3 separate regions of the Zea mays genome follow, and all the other regions are linked to region 2. Evidence: chromatin contacts called from public Hi-C data. All regions are on one chromosome and are shown on one strand. Each heading gives the region's core, a stretch centred on a gene start, on an enhancer-like site or on the middle of the called end of the contact. The rest is flanking DNA. Distances are from core to core; before and after follow the strand shown. Region 1 holds the start of LOC103634653 (COP9 signalosome complex subunit 2). Region 2 holds the start of LOC100281620 (sialin). Region 3 holds the start of LOC100281211 (DNA-binding protein).

Region 1 (4,607 bases), core at 1,543-4,042, 170 kb before region 2:
AAAGTTCTTCCTTTGCCTGTGCCTAGCATGCATATGAAAAAGTTTGGAATTGGCATCGCCCTCCTTTATCCAACTAATTCTGGAAACACGGTTAAAAGCAGGCTTAACACAATCTTCTCCTATCAGTACTGACCAGTTATCTGGTTCATCAGCCGATCCAGCCCAATTATAATACCACAGTTGTAAACAAAATTTATATTCTAACGGTAACATTTGCACAGCTAAGTACAGCAGCTCACATCATTAAAGTACATATATCCATGAGATTTACATCATGACAAATTGCAGACACTCAATCATGAATCACGAAAGCATTCTGTAGTAATAAATATTAATTTGGCCCACAAGATAATTTATATTAGAGAATATATCCCGGTCAACTGCATTTGAGAACATGTACTTTTGTAAGGCCCATCTTAGATCTTCTACTTCAAGAAAAGGCCCAAAGTAAAAGGTGAAGGCTAGTGAAAGATAGTTTGCATACATAAGTAGCCAAACCATCTCGGCATGAAAACTGGGTTTTTTAATCTTATTGAGACAACAATTAGTTTACCTCCTATATTAGATTGGGTTTGGTTTACTCAATGTTCACCAGGCTGATAAATACACTTTAGCATTCATACTGTCACAGGAACAGGAAAAACATATGAGACAGAATAGAGAGAATGTTAAATAAATCGAATTCTCACTTACCATTCAGCTTTTTCAGGCTCCATACTGACTACTTGATCAAAACCAGCAAGTGCACCCTCTGGGTCTGTCTCAACCAAACCTGCAGAAAGATAGTAATAGCATTTACTATTTTGTATTCCTTTAACCTCACAATTTATGCATACTTCAGTCTAGTCACACAGATCAAAGAATAGCTACTGTTCCATGAACTAAAAGAGGAAGGACTACCTGTATAACTAACATCTGACTTCTAATAAAAACAAGCCTGTTAGACATTTTGAGAAAATGCTGCTGTAGATCAAGTTCATTAGTTACAAGAAACTGCAGATTGCAGAAAATATGAATTTAGGGCTGACTCCCACAATCTTCATATAATTTATAAGTTATGACTAACAAACCTCTATATGACATGGACATCTATGAGCTATGTAACACTTTACATGGAAAAATATATAGATCTAAGGAACAAAATAGATCTAGATTGTACATAAATCTTGCATATAGAAGCAATTCGTGAAATTAGTGGCATGCAACTGGTATTGAAGGCTAGGTAGTCACACATTAATCCTTGAAGCAGAAAGGGCCAAAGGTCCCAGAATCATCGCCTAAATTATTTACCCATCACACTCATAATTTCTATTCTAGAATGTCCAATGTCATAAATGAATTAACTTATGACAATAAAAAAGCTTCCTCGCACATAGGTAGGATAGTGTTTCAAATCAGATGCAAAAACAATGAGATGAAGCCATGAAGGCATGAAGCATGTGACAGAATCTGACTGAAACTGAACTAACTAAAGCACTGAAAAATTATGTTGGTTACTTGATCATTTTCATGCTTCAAAATACGCATGAAGCCATGACATTACTAATGTCTAAATTGTGGTGTAACTCTTAAAAGTGTTCCCCTAGGCAGTCATCAAGCCTAGCTAGCCAATTTTTTCCACGTAGGCAACCACCTAGGCCCACCTATTGCCAATCATATGCTAGTCCAGCTGCCTGACTAAATGCTCATGGAGAGAGTGATTTTTTGGTAACAAACAGAAACAGATGTCATGTATTTGGTGTTCCTGTGCAGTAGCTTTGTTTAGTTGTGTATGTATAAATAAAAATTCTGCATGGAAACAAATTTTAATTGTTATGGGGTGTTTGGTTTCTACGGACTAATTTTTAGTCCCTTCATTTTATTCCATTTTAGTCCCTATATTGTCAAATACGGAAACTAAAACAGATAGCTACAGAGGAGACGGTAGCACTAAAAGAGCACGAGGGCACCTTGCTTAGTTAGCACATAATGTTGGTGCCTCCTTGTTAAGAGTTGTGTGCCACCATACAAAGAAAACTCGAACGAACAACAAACGGGCGAATGCGACCCCGCCAGCATCCGCCCTTAATTGATTTGCCTTTATATCACCAGCGACAAGTGTGGCCGTGTGTGTAAGGCTATAAGCATGTCTTCAACCTCCTCATCTTGATCTGCCCTCAAAAGAAATTAACTTTCCCCCACCAAAGAAATGAGGCATAGCTAAATTAGCAAGAGCATAAAAAATGACTAGCATAGTCCGGTCGCGCTAGTTTCTGACTTTCTGAGAAATCACCCGACTCGCAAGTCGAAGGAGAACAAGACCGAACCTTTAGAGTTGTAATACTGGTTCTCGATATCGACATCCTGCTCCTCCGGCTCCTCGTCTGAGTACTCGAACCCGTAGTCCTCCATATCCGCATCTAATCACCATAACATCCATGATCAAGAAAAAAAATTCTCCGCAAGAGAACAAGCCACAAATAATAGAGAATTTAGCCCACGAGTCGGAGGGATCGGATTACCTGAGCCCATGGTAGCGGCGACGGGAGCTAAACGGGGACACGAGCGCTAGGGTTTGATGGAGGTAAGGGTTTTGTGCCTTCGTTGCGCCTCGCGGAGAACAGATGGGAGTATGGGACAACAAACGACAGAGGACTGGAAATCGGGAAGCAAGAACAATTTTTTCAGTTTGGGCTAGGTCTGGAAACCAGACCCCGGCTCGACTCAACCCAAGCTCGGCTCATCTATTTCACGAGCTTATCGCGGTTCACCACGATAGCATTTATGCACATCCTTAAGATAACGCTCAAACTGCTCGCGCGTTAGCGATTCGTATCTCATATAGTTCATATTTTTATTTTGTGTCTTCTTGCAGGTTGGATTTATTTAGTTTGAGACATGTAAGGACTTCTCCGGAGAGGTATTATCTTAAGTTCTGTTCTGTCGGCACCATTGTTATCTGTCTCTTAATAGTAGAGGATCGCCGACGCCCTGTCTTTGAAGTATGTAAGAGACCTGGTTGGTATCTTTATGTAGATTGGAAATGTGCTTGTATACTTTACAGATGAATACCTTAGCATTCCGGGGTGTTAGCTTTCCTTGGTTGCTCGGCTGAAAACCATATTCTGTTATATATAATTGTATTAATAAATTATTAATATATAAATATAAAAAATATATAGATATCATTCATCATTATAAATAATCTAGATTGTAAATTGTCATATATCTATCATAAAAAGCTAAGGAATAAACTAACTATTTATAAAATTATCTAGCATCCATTATTATTCTACATATTAAGTAATTTGGTATATCTCGCGAGTCGGTTCAGCTCGCTACGACAATGAGTCTAAAAGGGTGGCTTGGCTCGCTCGCTCCTTGAACTTATTTTTCAGTCCTAATTTGAGGTGTTGTAAAAAAAATCAGGTTCGAAGGCCGTGTCATTCGGTTGTTCGTGCTTAGGAGTATTCTATTTCGGTATTTTTTTTCTTTTTCTTTGTTCCATTTCATATTTTACATATTTTTAAAATTTAGGGTTAGACCGAACCAATGCATATACGCAATGCACATAACTTTTTTGTCTTGCCGAAGATACTGTTTACATGAAAACAGCCTTCCACAATAGGCAATGCAAACGCACGATGTATTTTGCGTGGCGAGGAGCCAAAAATGCACATCCTCTCACGATACATATTAGTCAACGGTACACGAGAGAGAAACCCTATTGTGTGAACACGATAAACATACTGTGTGAACGCAATAAATATGTTGTTTTTTATTTAGGGTGTTAAGACTGATCCCAACTGCGCAAGGCAAATGAACCAAGCAAACCTACTATATGCGTTAGTGGGTAGTGGACACGCAAAAATGAAGAGACATCAACAGACAATGCATGTGTGATGCATTAGGCTGTCTCCAGCAACGTCCTCTATATTCATTCTATATATCCGTTCTTTACAGTCTCCTCTAAAAGATTTCATCCGCTATATATCTTTTCTCTCCAATAACGTCCTCTAAATCACGTTCTCTATACTCAAATATCTATATTAGAGACATTTTTATTTTTATTTTTTGTACATACATATTTGTCATACTCTCAAATGTATTATACATATTTCAGTTTTGCTAAACCGGTTATTTAAAGTATTCAAATGGATAAAGGACCGTTTAGAGAAACTATATATATAAAGAAACCAGCAGCGCCCTCTAAATTTAGAGGACCGTTTAGAGGACGCTGCTGGAGAGCGTAGAGGACCATTTGATACTCTATATTTAGGATACAGAACCCTAAGAGGGTGATACTAAATTTTGGTCTCACTGTATGTCTGTATCAGATGTTTTAGTCTCACCGCATCGGATGTTTGATATTAGTTATACGTATTAAATATAATCTATTTATAAAACTAATTACACGCATGAGAACTAAATAGTAAGTGGAGTCTATTAATGCTAATTAGTCCATGTTTTGCTCATGTAATGGTACAGTGAATATTTGCTTATCATAGATGAATTAGGCTTAATAAATTTCATTGTTTAGCATTTATCTATATAATCTCTACTACTTATTAAGTAAGCAATAGTAGTCTGCCTCTGACGCGTTCTGCCGTTCTGCCGTTCTGCCGTCG
Region 2 (4,606 bases), core at 524-3,023:
AAGGACCTGGGACCTCTCCATCACTTTATCGGCATCACCACCGAACGTTGGCCTCTGGGTCTCTTCCTGCACCAGCGCCAGTACACCATCGACATTCTGGAGCGAGCTGGCATGTCCAACTGCAAGCCCTGCTCCACGCCAGTCGACACACATGCGAAGCTCTCTGAGGACGATGGGCCCCCGGTCGCTGACGCGACGTCTTACCGGAGCTTGATAGGCGCGCTCCAGTACCTCACTTTCTCCCGGTCCGACATCGCCTACGTCGTTCAGCAGGTGTGCCTCCATATGCACACCCCACGGGAGCCCCATCTCACTGCTCTCAAGCGTATCCTATGCTACCTTTGTGGCTCCTACGATTACGACATCTCCTCCGACCATCCTCGACGTCGGAGCTTGTGGTCTACACCAACGCTGACTGGACCGGCTGCCCCGACACGCGCTGGTCCATCTCCGGTTATGTCGTGTTCCTGGGTGCCAAGCTCGTCTCCTGGACCGCCAAGCGGCAGCACGTCATCTCCTGCTCCAGCACAGAGGCCGAGTACCGCGTTGTGGCCGAGGCCTCCTGGATGCGCCAGCTCTTCCACGAGCTCCATAGCCCCCTTCAGCGTGCCACCCTCATCTACTGCGACAACGTCAACGCCATCTACCTCTCCACCAATCCCGTGCAACATCAGCGCACAAAGCATGTGGAGATCGACCTGCACTTCGTCTGGGAGTGAGTCGCTATAGGTGACGTTCGGATCTTCAGTATCCCCACCACGTTGCAGTTCACCGACATCTTCATCAAGGGATTACCGACGAGTGTATTCCTAGACTTTCGGTCCAGTCTTAACGTCTGTACAGGATGGAGTTGTGACTGCGGGGAGTGTTATAATTGTATTAGGGTTTGGCAGTCTTCCCTATGTATTTTACCCTCTCGCCCCTCTGTAATGGGCCAGACCCAATACCAAGTCTATTAATACATATCCCCACCCTATTCTAGGGTTAGAGTTTTCCAATAGGGTCTACTCGAGACAAATGCTTCTCGTTTAGATGACGTTGGACGTCTTTACTCTATATAAAATGCATTATCCTTCACTTGCATGAGGGTTAGAACCTTAGTTATTTTTTCTATATTCATGCTCACCTAAACAACATAAATCATATTTTTTGGATTCTATTAAAACAAAATCTATCCGTATGATATAGAAACAATGCACGGTCCTCTTACTGTTATTATAATTTCTCGTTACAAATGTTGCTTTAGCATAGGAATTGAGTCGATCAGCTCTCCTATTGGATTGGAGAGACTTTTCCTTTGGTTGGCGTTATAGATACGTGTAAGCTACCGGCCCACTAGTACATATTACGCACATGGAAACACAGAATCTATAATCAACAATTTTTGTGGGAGGAAACATCGCATCAGGGCAATAGGGCCTGCTTGCGTGTAAACCAGTGGGCCGTTGCCGGGCTGTGCGACTCGATGGCTTATTATTGGCTTTGCATCTGATGTCGCCATGTCGGAGCCGGGGCGGGCGCCAACGCACGCGTCAGCCGCCAGGTAGGCAGATATAACGAGGCGGCACCCCGATTCCCGAGCCGTGCCCGGCGTGCGATAGCCATTCGTATCCCCGGCCCCGGGGCGGCCACACCCCCGGCCCCGCTCCGAAGAATCGCAGTCGCAGCCCGCACGGCCGCACCGCACCACTCCCGCACTTCCGCGCGGCGCGAACTCGGCTTATCGACACCACCACGGCACCGCTACAGCCTACAGCTCGAGAGAGGAGGGGAAAAAAATCTCAGCCACCACCGGCAGCCGCGGGAGCTTCGCGTGCGCCGCTTGCTCACTGCCCGCACACGTACGCCAGAACCCCTCTCTCCCCCCTCCTTCTGCAGCCATGCTCCTCCACCTGCTTCCGCTCTCCTGCCCCGCGCCGCCGTTCCACCTGCGCAGGACCGGCGGCTCGCCGCGGACGCCGCGGGTCCGGGCCGGCGACAGGACCAGGACACGGGGGTTCCGGGGGACGGACGTGGAGCCGGAGACAGCTCCGCGAAGGCGCCGCGGCCGCGATGGCGACGATCCTCAAGCGGCTGGGAGCGGTGGAGACACCGGGGCGCTGCTGGCGTCGGTCAGGAGGCTTCTGCTCTCCGAGGCGCCTGCGGCGGCGGAGGGAGACAGTGAGGAGGAGGAGCAGGGACAGTTCCCCAAGCGTTGGGCCATCGTCTTCCTCTGCTTCTCCGCATTTCTACTCTGCAACATGGACCGCGTACGTGTCACTGCTTGTGTGCTACGTACGACCCCACGCTTGCATGGTAGTGCCCAGTGCCCACAGGGCCACAACCGATCAAGCCAGTAGGATCCATGCTCTAGAATCTGGCACTAACTTGAATTTGACTGTTCTGAGTGCTTGCCTTGAGTGAGATGGGGTGTTCAATGTCCCATTAGCCCTGCAGATTTTCTCTCTTGGAGACTTGGATGGTGTCCTTGCTGAGAGGTGATTCTACTCTTCAGATAACCAAGTGCCTTGGTGAATCAACCACCCATTGTAACTAGTGTGCACAACTCGTTGTCTTGTTCATCTTTCGTGGCATCTACAAGACTACAAGTCCCCAACCCATTCCAGCCCCTGCTGCCATATATACAATACTTCTAGTCATATGTACCTGTTATCACTAACACGGTAACACCAACTGGAAAACATGTAGCAGTTGTTTCCAAGGAGTGCATGAACTGTAGTGTCACTTTGTTTGTGAGGCATTTATATTACCATCATTTGCAGGTAAATATGAGCATTGCTATTCTGCCTATGTCCGCAGAGTTTGGTTGGAACCCACAGACTGTTGGTCTCATCCAGTCATCTTTCTTCTGGGGCTACCTCCTAACTCAGGTTGGTAACATAAATTCTTGCTTCGCGCGAGAACTCTGCATTAGGAATAGAAACACAAATGTTATTGTATGATTCTATCCCCGTTTTCATCGCAGATAGCTGGAGGGATATGGGCAGATACTGTTGGAGGAAAGACTGTCCTTGGTTTTGGTGTGGTTTGGTGGTCCATAGCTACAGCTCTTACTCCTGTTGCAGCACATCTTGGCTTGCCATTTCTTCTTGTTGTGCGGGCTTTCATGGGAATTGGTGAGGTAAGCATTGATTCTTACTGATTTACGGTTACTTGCCAACTCCTCTATCATCCAAGTTTATAAACTTGTTGATGGTATGAATGCTGGTAGATTCAATGTAGAGTGATTTCCCCTAGGCTTCTTCCTTTTGCCTGAAGGAATTACCTTTTGCTTCCTTAGAATGATTGTTGTGTTTAAATTAGTAGTTGTAGATCTTTGAAAATATAGATTCACAAGGAGCTATGCACTCCAATAGTCCTGTTCTCTCACCGTTGAGAAGTCATCCTACCCTTACCCAGCTATGACAATTGGCGAACTTCTTTGAGTTGCTTAAACCTGCATGTTTTTTTATTGATATCATCGATACACCTTTCTGATAAAACATATACACTCTTGCCTCAGGGGGTTGCAATGCCTGCAATGAACAATATTCTTTCGAAATGGGTTCCTGTATCAGAGAGGAGCAGATCATTGTCTCTTGTGTACAGTGGAATGTACCTTGGGTCAGTTACAGGACTTGCATTTTCCCCCTTGCTGATACATAAGTTCGGTTGGCCATCAGTCTTCTTTTCATTTGGATCCCTAGGGCTTGTTTGGTTCACGACATGGGCAACCAAGGTATGCTTATCTTCAGGTGTTGCTTTATATACACGAAATTATTCCAGTGGTGCAAATATTGTCCCCTGGTCTCATTGTATTATCTTTGAATTTTATTGCACTTTTCTTTTCAAGGCATATAGTTCCCCACTTGAAGATCCTGGAATCAGCGCTGCAGAAAAGAAGCTTATTGCTAGTCAGAGCACAGCAGGCGAACCTGTTAAAACAATTCCATGGAGATTAATACTATCAAAACCACCTGTTTGGGCACTTATAGTTTCTCATTTCTGCCATAACTGGGGAACTTTCATTTTGCTCACATGGATGCCCACATACTACAATCAGGTAACACTAAACATCAAACTTTCAACCTGGATATCATGAACTTTTACCATTCGTGCATTAAAAAGTTGCTTTGAAAATAGGTTCTGAAATTCAACCTCATGGAATCTGGCCTTATCTGTGTTCTTCCCTGGTTCACCATGGCGGTTTCTGCAAATGTTGGTGGTTGGATTGCAGACACACTTGTCAGCAGAGGAGTATCTGTGACAACTGTTCGTAAGGTAAAGTGTTCCCTTGTCGCCAACTTCATAAAATTAGGCACCAGATTTTAGAAAAATCCTGAATTTACACTCCACATGGAACCATCAAACTGAAACTGTATGATGAATAAAGTGAGTAGTCACTATGCATTCTGAGTGATGAAATTTCATCCAGTGGCCTGATGAAATTTCATTTTCTCACGCATAGATTTCTCTTTCCACTATGTCATATGTATTTTCATGTTTGACAGATCATGCAATCAATCGGATTCTTGGGGCCAGCATTTTTTCTTACTCAACTAAGCCATGTTAATTCGCCTGCCATGGCGGTGTTGTGCATGGCTTGTAGCCAGGTAATTATTCATCT
Region 3 (4,650 bases), core at 1,542-4,041, 220 kb after region 2:
GATGTTGTAGAAGTGTCGGTCTCGTAGTAGACCACTTTCCTCATCCTCTTGTGCTTGTCACCTTTCCGATGCGACTTGTGAGAAGAAGATTTTTCCTTCTTCTCTTTGTGGTGAGAAGAGGAAGATCTTTTCTCCTTCCGTTTGGAGGAGTCCTTCTTCTTCTCCTTCCTCTTGGTGCGGGACTCTTCCGATGAAGTGCTCCCGTGGCTTGTAGTGGGTTTTTCGCCGGTCTCCATCTCCTTCTTGGCGTGATCTCCCGACATCACTTCGAGCGGTTAGGCTCTAATGAAGCACCGTGCTCTGATACCAATTGAAAGACGCCTAGAGGGGGGGTGAATAGGGCGAAACTGAAATTCTCAAAAATAATCACAACTACAAGTCGGGTTAGCGTTAGAAATATAAACGAGTCCACGAGAGAGGGAGCAAAACAAATCGCAAGCAAATGAAGAGTGTGACACGCGGATTTGTTTTACCGAGGTTCGGTTCTTGCAAACCTACTCCCCGTTGAGGAGGCCACAAAGGTCGGGTCTCTTTCAACCCTTCCCTCTCTCAAACGGTCCCTCGGACCGAGTGAGCTTCTCTTCTCAAATCACTTGGGAATCAAACTTCCCGCAAGGGCCACCACACAATTGGTGCCTCTTGCCTCAATTACAAGTGAGTGTTTGATCACAAGAAAGAATCAAGAAAGAAAAGAAGCGATCCAAGCGCAAGAGCTCAAATGAACACTACAAATCACTCTCTCTAGTCACTAGGGTTTTGAATGGGATTGGGAGAGGATTTGATCTCTTGTTGGTGTGCTTTGCAATGAATGCTAGCTCTTGTATAGTGGTTGGAAGCTGGAAAACTTGGATGCTATGAATGGTGGGGTGGTTGGGGTATTTATAGCCCCAACCACCAACTTGACCGTTGGTGGAGGCCGTCTGTTTGATGGCGCACCGGACAGTCCGGTGCACACCGGACAGTCCGGTGCCCCCTGCCACGTCATCACTGCCGTTGGATTCTGACCGTTGGAACTTCTGACTTGTGGGCCCGCCTGGGTGTCCGGTGCACACCGGACAGGTACTGTTTGCTGTCCGGTGTGCCAGTATGGGCGCGCCTGACTTCTGCGCGCGCAGAGCGCGCATTAAATGCGCGGCAGAGAGCCGTTGGCGCGGAGATAGCCGTTGCTCCGGAGTCGCACCGGACAGTCCGGTGCACACCGGACAGTCCGGTGCACACCGGACAGTCCGGTGAATTATAGCGAACTATCCGTTGGAGTTTTCCCGAAGCTGGCGAGTTCCTGAGGCCGCTCCTCCTTGGCGCACCGGACACTGTCCGGTGTACACCGGACAGTCCGGTGAATTATAGCGCGAGTGCCTCTGGAAATTCCCGAAGGTGACGAGTTGGCGTTGGAGTCCTCTGGTGCACCGGACATGTCCGGTGGTGCACCGGACACTGTCCGGTGGCGCACCGGACAGTCCGGTGCGCCAAACCAGAGGTGCCTTTGGTTGGCCCTTTGCTCCTTTGTTGAATCCAAAATTTGATCTTTTTATTGGCTGAGTGTGAACCTTTAACACCTGTATAATCTATACACTTGGGCAAACTGGTTAGTCCAATAAATTTGTGTTGGGCAATTCAACCACCAAAATTAATTAGGGACTAGGTGTAAGCCTAATTCCCTTTCAGAATGGCCCACTCCATAGAGTTGTTGGGAAACATCCTCTTCTTCGAGGTTCATATGAATTTTTTCTTTAGAGACTGAATTCTTCAAATTTTGTATGTTTTCCTTCACTCCAAAAGGGTCTCGAGTTTATGGAAACAAAAAAATGATTTATGAATTATGAATAAGGTTATTAGAAAGGAATTGGTCATTAGTTAGAACCGTTCATGGCTATATATTAAACTTAACATTCATATTTATTTTGAAGTTATATACATAATGTTACTTTACAAAGTTAATTTTCAGTACTTGAGATATTCCTTGGATCTTTTTTGGCTTAAGACATCCTTAAGGTGGATCAACGCATAAGCACAACTTTTAGCTCCTATTCTCACACACCAGGAATGTACTAAGAGGGTGTTTGGATACCTAAACTAAACTTTAGTCATGGTTTTGGATGTCAATTAGAAGAAGTAAATATGAACTATTCATGAACTAATATAGAATGAATGATGGTTAAAACTCATTATATTTTTCACCAATCCATATTTAATCTATTGTCCCACCATATATTAGACTTTAGTTAAATGATCCAAACACATCTTAAGTCCAAGTTAAAATTAAAATTTTAAAATTATCACACATCTATAACTTAAATTAGAGGTCATCAAAGGTCTATCGAAAAAGAAGATAGAATGTTTATGAACAAAATATCAATTTACTTAGTCATCCATATGTGTAATGATCGTTAAGAGTACAAAATATAGAAGATGTTTGATTTCTTTAGTCAACCTTCTAAATTTTAGGAAGCGAAATTTAGTCTTTAGAAATTCTATTTGAAAGACCTATTTTAGTCACTAGTTTATTATTTTAGTGACTAAGCTTTAGTCACTAAAGTTTATGAAGTGGAAACCAAATACCCTAATAATCTTGCCTATTAGTTTATGATTCTTATCACATACATGGAGAGAGCAATACAAGTTTTATGCACACACAACGACACAATGATCGAAACGAGTGCTTCCGTATCAATGAGTCATTGAGCATGTGGAAGCAAGGCTCAACCATTTCCAAGGGGAAAAAAAAGACGAAGGCTCAACACACCGATTCCTGTGTACACTTCGCGTGTAGCGGTAGCGTCGGGCGCCCTCACCGCGGTGATATCTAAAAATCGCACCCGCAGGCCGCACCGCAGTCGTCACCAAACAGCGCCGCGCTCCGCATTGCGCTAGGGTTTTAGAACTCTTCCTCCGGTCCTCCCCGTTATCCCTCCAAAAGGCAGCGCCCGCTAGGGTTTTAGCCGCCGCCTCCTTCCCTCTCCTCCTCCACGTCTCCTCAACAGCCGCTGCCACCCGGAGCCTTCCCGCAGCGACGCCATGTGGGCTCTTCGCCGAGCTGGCAACCCCCTCAGGTAGTGATGCTCCCGGCCGCTGGTTATCCGACTAGGTCTCTTATTGTCACCCCCCCTGCATCCGTCGTTTTAACGGCGGCCTATTTGATCCGCATGGGGATGCTTATTCGCTATGCTTGTTGCGTCGCAGCGCCCTCTGCACCCCGAAATGTTTGATCCCCTGTTAGGCTGTTAGTTGGTCGCGATTGCTTGGAACACACGGGTATAGCATTTTTTAGGGGTTAAAGTTAAATATTTTGTTCAATTGTTCATTATCATGTTGAGATTATTGGTATCACTTGACACTATGTTGGATGTATTGTGTTTCTGCGCCGATTTAAGGATAGCTATATCTATGTAATTGCCAAGACATAGAGTGAATCATCTGTATCTGTTATGATTTCTTCTATTTTATTGTCTATAGTTTGTTTATATATTGTGGGAATTTGCTACTACGAGTGCGTCAGATGTTTTTAATGAGAAGAGCAATTTCTGATACTTGTATGTTCAACTTCACAGTTAATTGCCTGTTCATCTTTCATGTTTTTTTATTAGCATGTGAATGCATGTTTTTCTAGCATCATGTGAATGCATGCTCAGGATCGCCCTTCTATTGTATGTTGTGCATCCAATATATTCTAATAATTGTCTGCAGATTTGGCTAACTCTTGGTTCTGCTTCAGGTTCCGTGCCCAAAAAGTTGCAAGTGCCCATGTCTGTGCGAGTCTTGAGGTGCTGCTAGCTGCTGATGCAAAGAATGTAGAAGAGCACCATGAGGCAGACTGCCAGAAAATGTGCTGCTGTCATAAACCAAGGTCACCAGCCTTTCAATTGTCATTTTCATCTGGCCAGTTTGCTTGCAGTAGGGGTTTCTCCTCTCAGCCAGGTGCAAATTCTGGTGACAAAGCTGATGAGTTAGAGGACGGATTTTCTGATCTCGAGGTTCCACCAGCAGCTGTTCAAAACGATGACGGGTTGGCATCTGAAGATAGTTCTGATGAGGATGCTGCTGACGAATTTGGCTTGCCTGATGTGGATGCTGATGCAAAACCTGAGAAGGAGCACACTAGAAGATTATCTGATTCTATTCTCCTCAAGACATTATCTGATTCTATTCTCCTCAAGACTGTGTTGGAAGCTCCGAGGCATCAAGTCACTTCAGCACTTGAGAAATGGGCAAAGGATGGCAATGCATTTGATAGGGGTGAACTCTATTATGTTCTTCTTAATCTTCGAAAGCGGCATTGGTACTCCAAAGCCTTGGAGGTATTTAACATATAATTTACTGAGAGGTAGTTTTATACTTAAATTGGGTGCAAATATTTAGTATGTGGGATTGGAGGTGCTTAACCAAGAGGTGGATCTATATATTTTTTAAGAACACTTAGTATGCTGGATAATATGTGAAACAAACAATATGCATTACTCTTTAGCTTGTAATAGCCTGCTCAATATAAAAATAAGTATTTAGCCAGCAGCTTAGAAGCATGTTTGCTTTGTGACCCTGGAAACCTGCTAAGGCACAGGCAGGTGCTCCCAGGCACATGATTTGCTGAGCCTTTGGGGTCTGAGTTACTGCCTTGCTGCTCACCTGCCTGGCAGGCAGCATCCAAACAGGCCC

The links. Hi-C and Micro-C count contacts between places; a contact is called where the count stands out from the background.
Region 1: a Hi-C map of leaf shows a contact between it and region 2, with 4 times the contacts expected there. The contact joins the promoter of LOC103634653 here to the promoter of LOC100281620 in region 2. A contact is called at or near these places in 4 of 25 Hi-C or Micro-C datasets (bundle sheath, endosperm, leaf and 1 more).
Region 3: a Hi-C map of ear shows a contact between it and region 2, with 4 times the contacts expected there. The contact joins the promoter of LOC100281211 here to the promoter of LOC100281620 in region 2. A contact is called at or near these places in 6 of 25 Hi-C or Micro-C datasets (ear, endosperm, leaf and 2 more) and 1 of 3 datasets of contacts at active chromatin or transcription factors (leaf).

Annotation. Positions count from the first base shown.
Region 1 is chr8:2,224,384-2,228,990 of Zm-B73-REFERENCE-NAM-5.0, reverse strand. It overlaps LOC103634653 (COP9 signalosome complex subunit 2), which reads right to left and starts at 2,792. Exons shown (of 12, transcript XM_008657255.3): 1 at 2,502-2,792; 2 at 2,307-2,399; 3 at 694-772. The coding sequence starts at 2,511.
Region 2 is chr8:2,054,129-2,058,734 of Zm-B73-REFERENCE-NAM-5.0, reverse strand. It overlaps LOC100281620 (sialin), which reads left to right and starts at 1,773. Exons shown (of 10, transcript NM_001370725.1): 1 at 1,773-2,249; 2 at 2,763-2,870; 3 at 2,966-3,121; 4 at 3,503-3,718; 5 at 3,833-4,042; 6 at 4,123-4,260; 7 at 4,491-4,592. The coding sequence starts at 1,881.
Region 3 is chr8:1,831,259-1,835,908 of Zm-B73-REFERENCE-NAM-5.0, reverse strand. It overlaps LOC100281211 (DNA-binding protein), which reads left to right and starts at 2,791. Exons shown (of 3, transcript NM_001154130.2): 1 at 2,791-3,050; 2 at 3,713-4,295. The coding sequence starts at 3,016.